Linked DNA regions of Mus musculus: region 2 is linked to region 1. Evidence: chromatin contacts called from public HiChIP or PLAC-seq data. All regions are on one chromosome and are shown on one strand. The core of a region is the stretch at or near the end of the contact, and the rest is flanking DNA. Distances in the headings are between cores, read along the strand shown.

Evidence for each region. HiChIP or PLAC-seq counts read pairs in DNA pulled down with a chosen protein or histone mark.
Region 2: a FOXA1 HiChIP or PLAC-seq map of pancreatic cancer cells shows a contact between it and region 1. The contact joins two enhancer-like sites. A contact is called at or near these places in 1 of 115 datasets of contacts at active chromatin or transcription factors (pancreatic cancer cells) and 1 of 9 other capture datasets (macrophages).

What each region holds. Positions count from the first base shown.
Region 1 is chr1:135,181,601-135,184,864 of GRCm38.p6, forward strand. No RefSeq gene overlaps it. Among named protein-coding and RNA genes, the nearest start is that of Gpr37l1, 16 kb to the left of the region's middle. Within about 2 kb of position 1,576, at least 80 of the 459 cell types and tissues checked have an H3K27ac peak or open chromatin away from gene starts, as enhancers often do. A contact at or near this core is called in pancreatic cancer cells, where this site is marked.
Region 2 is chr1:135,843,147-135,846,410 of GRCm38.p6, forward strand. It overlaps Tnnt2 (troponin T2, cardiac), which reads left to right. Exons shown (of 15, transcript NM_001130181.2): 4 at 2,409-2,498; 5 at 2,752-2,787. Among named protein-coding and RNA genes, the nearest start is that of Tnnt2, 8.4 kb to the left of the region's middle. Within about 2 kb of position 1,520, at least 33 of the 459 cell types and tissues checked have an H3K27ac peak or open chromatin away from gene starts, as enhancers often do. A contact at or near this core is called in pancreatic cancer cells, where this site is marked.

The DNA of each region.
Region 1 (3,264 bases), core at 326-2,825:
TTACTTTTCTGCATCATGCCCTTCAGGAGGACAGGGGCAGACAGTTGTCCCTGTGTTTGGATGGGCAAGTCAAGGACTAAAAGGAGTAGTACAGCCCAAGGTCACAGAACCCAGGGAACACACACGGGGATGATTGTCCCTGCAGCACTTGCCAAAGCTCTATTTGTACATGTCCTCTGATGTGCTCCGGGCTCCGGACCCTCCATTAGAGTCACGGGGACCCCTGGACCAGAGTTCCAGGAAGAGTAGGCACAACAATGATCTTAGCTTCGGGGAGCAACTCCCGAGATGCACACAGATTTTAACAAATTGTGGTGGACACCTTCTGTCCACCAGAGCAAAGTATAATTTATGCGACTGGACAGTGGAGACAGTTGAGCTACCGAGGCCTCAAAGCAACTGCTGGGCGATCTTTTGGTACCCTGGACTCCCGGCTCTTGCCTGCCTGCGCTGGCACAGTTGTAATCCAGGGTGCCTGGGCAGAGAGCCAGAGGGAATTTTCCACCTGCTTGCCTATGTTTTCTGTTCTGTGGTCTGGAGCCTGGGCCTGGGGAGGGGCAGGTCCCCCTAGGTATTTGGAGTAGAACTCCTGGGTTGTTTGGGGACCCTTTCCTTACTTCACAACCCAACTGGGTCTCTTGTCTCCTCCCTAGAAGAGATGCAGGGATAGATGAGGCTTTGGGAAGGTTGGTCCCTGGAAGCAGCCTGGACTGACTGAGCCCCTGCCTTGTGTGGATGATGCTTATACAGTGACACCAAGATGTGCTAATGGGCAAACCTTGTGTCACAAAGGGAAATGGTAGCCAAGTCAGGGCTTAGAGCCAAGTTTCCAGGTTCACAGTCCAGTATCTGTCACCACTCTCTGTCCTAGGGAGTCTCCCTCCCCCATCCCTTCTCCATCACTATCTGAAGCAGGTTAAAGGTGTGACACCTCTCCTCACATACTCCCTAGGTCAGAACCAACAAAAGTCAGGACAGAAGAGCACATGTGTCCAGACAATGCTTGAGCTTCGCGTAGCCCAGAGCCTTCAGAGGACAAAGACCCCGAAAGGAAATCCTCTCTGCTGAGGAAGGATGGAGAACAAACAGCTGGAGCAAAAATATGTCTGGACACAGGAAAGGGATGGAGCTGGAAAAAGTGGACCCAGCAAAGCTGGTCACCCATTTAGATTCCTCCTGTGCTCGCTGTAGCCTGTCCTCTTCCTGCCATGGAATCCCCTCGGCACAGGGTCTCTAGCGGAGAAAGAAGAGATCGGCTTTCTTTAAGTTTTATGTGACTTTCGGGGAGAGGGTGCCTAGTGTCTGAGATCTACCTTGGGGAAGATTTCTAACATTTATCACTGAGTTTGGGAGAACAAAGGGTTAGGAGACCTAAAGGCAGGAGCTAACTTGGAGCCTTCAGGACTTCTCCAGAGTCTGCACCATGCTGAGATGCCATACTTGGGGTTATCATGTTCTGAGCCCAACACAAGGTTATCAGCGTCCTGGACCAGTGACCTTTTACTCCCTGTACCAGTTCAACACAGGGAGTGGCCTGGCCTGGCCTGGCCTGGCCCTGCACACCTCAGAGCTAGCAGCAGCCTTGCTGGCTCCCACCACTTTCAGGGTGTCCTTACCTCTGTGTGGTGTCCTCAGGGTGAGGGTTAGGCAGGGCTGCTCCACCAAACAATGCTGGAGGTGGGGGTGGGGAGAATTGAAACCACTGGTGACCCCGGAAGACTAAGGGCGGGGGAGGAGACCAGAGACTATGGACCAGAGTGCTAGGTGGCTCTGTGGGGCCCACTTGAAGCCTTTTTCTCCCCACTCCCTTTACCTTGCTAGAAACTCAACCCTATCCCTACCCCAGATCACCAGTGGGAGTGAAGCCAGCAGAGTCCTGGGGCTCAAGCCTGGAATCCTGTATCTCTCCCCTCTGGGGTTAGGTGACCAGGCACACCTATGCCTCCCTCCCTGGAGTAAACAGCAAATGGAAAGCCAAGGGCAGGGGTGGGGTGAGGCTGAAACTGGGTGCAGAGAGCCGGGTGAGTCATGTGCATTGTAGCTCTCAGGGACTAGAGGGGGGTGGAGATGGAGAGGACACAGCGGGGAGCAACACAGCTGAGGACACAGAACAGGACCAACTGGGTGTCCTACCTACACACACACACACACACACACACACACACACACACACACACACACACACACACCCGCCTCCCCCACTCCCTGCTCCCGGCACTCTCTAACTGGCATTTGGAAAATGATCTTCCAACCTCTTTTGGGCGATTTGTCTTGTTGAGGAAGGAGTCTGACCACCCCTATAGGTTTTCCAGAGAGGACAAATGACTTATCGAGAGACACAGAGAGCCGTCTTGAGGCTCCAAAATCATCCATGAGTTTAAATCCCGGAACCACAGATCTTCTCTGTCCTGCCAGGACGAGGACTCGTAAGGGTCTGCAGTTACATTCATGGCTAAGATGCAGACAAGCGACAGTAGTTCCTGGGTGGAGTGGATCAGTTTCCTGACGTCAGCAATCCCTGGAAGCCCTGCCCGGCAGTATGACATCACAGGGCTGGATCCCTTGGAGGTGGGAAGAAAGATCCAGTTCTGCCTCTTGCAGCTGCACAGTGCAGTCAGATGGGGTAGGTCTGTCAACTGTAGGGTTACTGGTACCCTCTGCTACCCACCTCCCAGGAGCGCTTGCCCTGGGTGACTGAGTCAGCTCTCTAGCAGTGGTGAGTTGTGAATAACCTCGGCTGAGCATTTGCTGACAGCACAGAGTATTGTGGTGTAAGTGGTGGAATTTTGAGAATTCATGGTATCGGTTATCCTGGTTCCTCACCAATCAGCTGTGAGATCTGGGCTGGGCCTGTCCTCACTGAATGGCTTCTGTAAATCAGGACTGACAATACCTACCCATGGACTGTTGTGTAGATGAAATGAGATGACCCGATTGTCCCTCAGGCACAATGCCTGGCACAGGCTCAACCAGTGTGTGTGAGTGCACACTCGATACTAGTGGAATTGGACTCAGGGCATGCTGAGTGTTCATTCATTCATTCTCCTGCTGAGATAAAATCCTCAAGACCTTGGCTCAACATTTGTCACACACACACACACACACACACACACACACACACACACACACACACGTACAAACATATATATAGTTAAAATTTTTAATATTTCCTTTTCTTTTCTTTCTTTCTTTTTCTTGTTTTTTCAAGACAGGGTTTCTCTGTGTAACCCTAAAGGTCCTGAAACTCACTCTGTAGACCAGACT
Region 2 (3,264 bases), core at 270-2,769, 660 kb after region 1:
GGTCCAGATGAGTGGCTGAAACCGATAGGACAGATAATCCTAAGAGTCTTGTTTCTAGGGGAAAGGGTCTTCCCACCGCTGTTAAGCAATTCCTTAACCAGAGATTTGCATCACGAACAACGGGGAAGTGGTCAGGCTCCTCAGATTATGAGCCCAGGCCTTCCAACAGCCCATGCCAGCTCCCTTAGTATGGCCCCCAGTGGGACTTTCCTACCCGTGATTCTGGGATTTGGTAGATGTTCTGTGGGACAGTCCAAAAACTCATTCAGAGCAGGAATGTGGGGTACTTGGAGGGGGAGTCAAATCTTTTCCTATTCTCCCTGCTACTGGGGTCTACCATTTCAGTGAGCGAGAAGCCAGGGCCTGTAGCTGGGGCGCTTCTCTCTCAATGCTTTCAGTTGCTAGGCATGCTAAGCTGCTCCATCCTCAGTAGTGGTTGGCAGGCAATGGTCCTTGAGGCTCAGGCATGTCACGAGGAGTGAGGCTGCCATATTGCTTGAATGTTGACTTGTGAATCAGAGTTCAGGCCTAACTCTGAGCTGGTTGTGGTCTGCGCTGCTGCCAGGCTTTGCACCGCACACTAACCTGTTCTGCTTGCTCCCTTTGCTGTCGCCACCGCCACCTCCTGCACCCGGAAGAGGAAGACTGGAGTGAAGAAGAGGAGGACGGTAGTACAGCGTTCCCTATCCTGTGCCTGTCCCTGCTTTCTTGCTCCTCCTGGGCTCTGGGCTTAGGCTAGGGAGACCAACAACTTCAGAGGGCCAGGACCCTAGGACCCCTCCCCCATTCCCTCTTTTCCTTCTGGGAGGGAAGTGGGAAGGATCTGGGCTATCCTGTCTTCCCACCTGCTCCACATATGGTCACAGAAGGATTCCTGTGATAGGAACAAACCCCAGCTGCTCCACTGCTCATGTCAGTGTTCATGTGGGGACCTTCCCTGTTTTGCCTAAGGCAAGGTTGGGCTCTGGGGACAGAAAAGGCCAGAAATAGCCAGAGCAGAAAGGACATGATGTCAGCTTTCAGATGTGTTCTGCTGAGAGGTGGGGTGAAGGTGGACTTGCTTCTTGGGGGTAACAGGAGGCGAGGGGAGACAGAATGGGGCTTAATTTTAGGACTGGCTTTCCTACAGTGATGTCCAGGGAGGCCTAAGTGTGACCTGTTCCTTGGGCTTCTAAATGACCACTGGGCCCATGGCACGTGGCACAGGAAAATGAAACTTAGGGTGAATGGGAGAAGAGGTGGCCTCAGGGTGGACCCCATAGCTGGCCACCTTCCTCTACTCTTATGCTACCTGACAAACCTCCTGGAGGGTTGAAAGAAGAGGCACCCCAGGACTTCAGTGGGGACCCAGTCCTAAGAAAGGAGGGCAGAGACGATGAGGCAGTGGGGGTGGAGGCCCTCTCTCCTCTGATGGTTCTTTCTGTCCTGAGGTGTTTCTTCTCCCTCTGCCAAGGGGCCACCACTTGTCAGTCTATCAATCACTGAATGTTACAAGCACTTCCGCCAAGCTGAGTCATGGTCTGGATGGCATCCTGTCTCCCTAATCTGTCTGTCCCTTCAGAATGTTGGGAGAGGCGGGGTCCATCCACATCCTGTCAAGCAAACGATGAAAATAGAAACTGCTGGCAACCTTCTGGGTAGCACATCTCTCTAACTATTGGACCTTTCATCCGCCCGCACAACCTCTGTTGGGTTTGGAAGAAGGACTTGAAGAGACACTGGATTCACAACAGACTTTCCCTAGCACCTCAGTTTAGTCAGGACCTGTCCTGTGGTGCCAGCACCTCTGGGGTGAACAGTTGGGGAAGACGATGGATTTCTGTCCCCAGGAAGGTCATGGGGGAAGCTAGTGCTAAACTGGACAGAAAGAGGCTAGACAGAACTTCACCCCAACTAGTCCCCAGCAGTGAGTCTTGATGTCCTGTCACTGGTGTTTCCCACCGCCACACCATTATATTTTATCTATGTATATAATGTGTTTCTACACTAGGGAAGACCCAGCTCAGATTTCCAAACTCTCAGGGAGCCAAATTTAGGGGTACTTACCAGTCAGATGGGACCCTTCTGTTGGATTTCACTTTACCTGCAAAGGAGCAGACAGGGAACTCTGGGGCACTGACTTACTTGGGGGGCGGTTGAGGCATGGATGAGAGTGTAGATGAGTGGGTGAGGTTATAGGAATCTTTGCTTGCAGAAGTAGTCCTGGGCTGGGCGTGGCTTTGTGCTCCAGTTTGAACCAGGAGCCAAACAGCATTCCTCTGTCATTTGGGTCTGTGGCTCCTATATCATGTGAGCCTGGATGTTACTGGCTCTGTTCTACCCTCCCGATGTGATCTCTGTTCTGGGGGTGCTTTCTGCACGTTAAGAGAGAGGGTCAGTTGGTCATGGTGTCTTTTTTACCTCTCCAGAGCAAGAGGAGGCAGTGGAGGAGGAGGAGGCTGGTGGGGCTGAACCTGAGCCTGAGGGTGAGGCTGAGACAGAGGAGGCCAACGTAGAAGGTACAGCCCAGGGTGAGGGGATGAGGGGCTAGGGGTGGTGTCTTAAGTCGTCCAACAGGTGCTTGCTAGCTTGTGTCCCTGTCTGGGCTCGGGGGATGCAGCAGTCTGCTTTCTGGGTGATGATTGTCAATACAGAGCTTCGTTTGTGGTTGACCCTACAAACCAGCAGAATATCCTGCCTGACCATGGGGAATGCTCTTGGGGGAATCTGAGTTGGAACAGGACCTCTGTTGATTGATCATGTTTTGTTTAGAGGTTGGTCCTGATGAAGAAGCCAAAGATGCTGAAGGTAAGTGATGCTGGCACAAGAGAACTCCTCATAGTAGCCTTGGGTGAGACTGTGTCCAGGGATTCCTGTGTAACCAGAGGGTGTACAGGAAAGGGTTGGAAGCCAGAATTTGGTGGTACTTGCTGGGCTTGGGAGGGTGGGACTCAAAACCTTTGTCTTCATCTCAGAGAAGTAGCCTTAGTGTCCAACAGGAGAGAGACCCAGTGTCTAGCCCCTGCTCTCAGAAGTAACAGTCACACCTGACACTCCTGGTACCCAGGCAATGCCAGTGAGGACTGATGTTTGGAGGAACGACTTCCAAGACATGCATGGTCCATACTGTGGCATCATGGTCCCTGTTAGGCTGCAGCCTCTGTCAGTTGTTTCCAGTCACACCTAAGGCAGGGGATAGCCAACCAGGCCTTGGAATTATGCCCACTAACTCCCTTGGCTCTGTGGCCAACAGGAAGTCCAAGGTACAAAACATTGGGCAGGCCT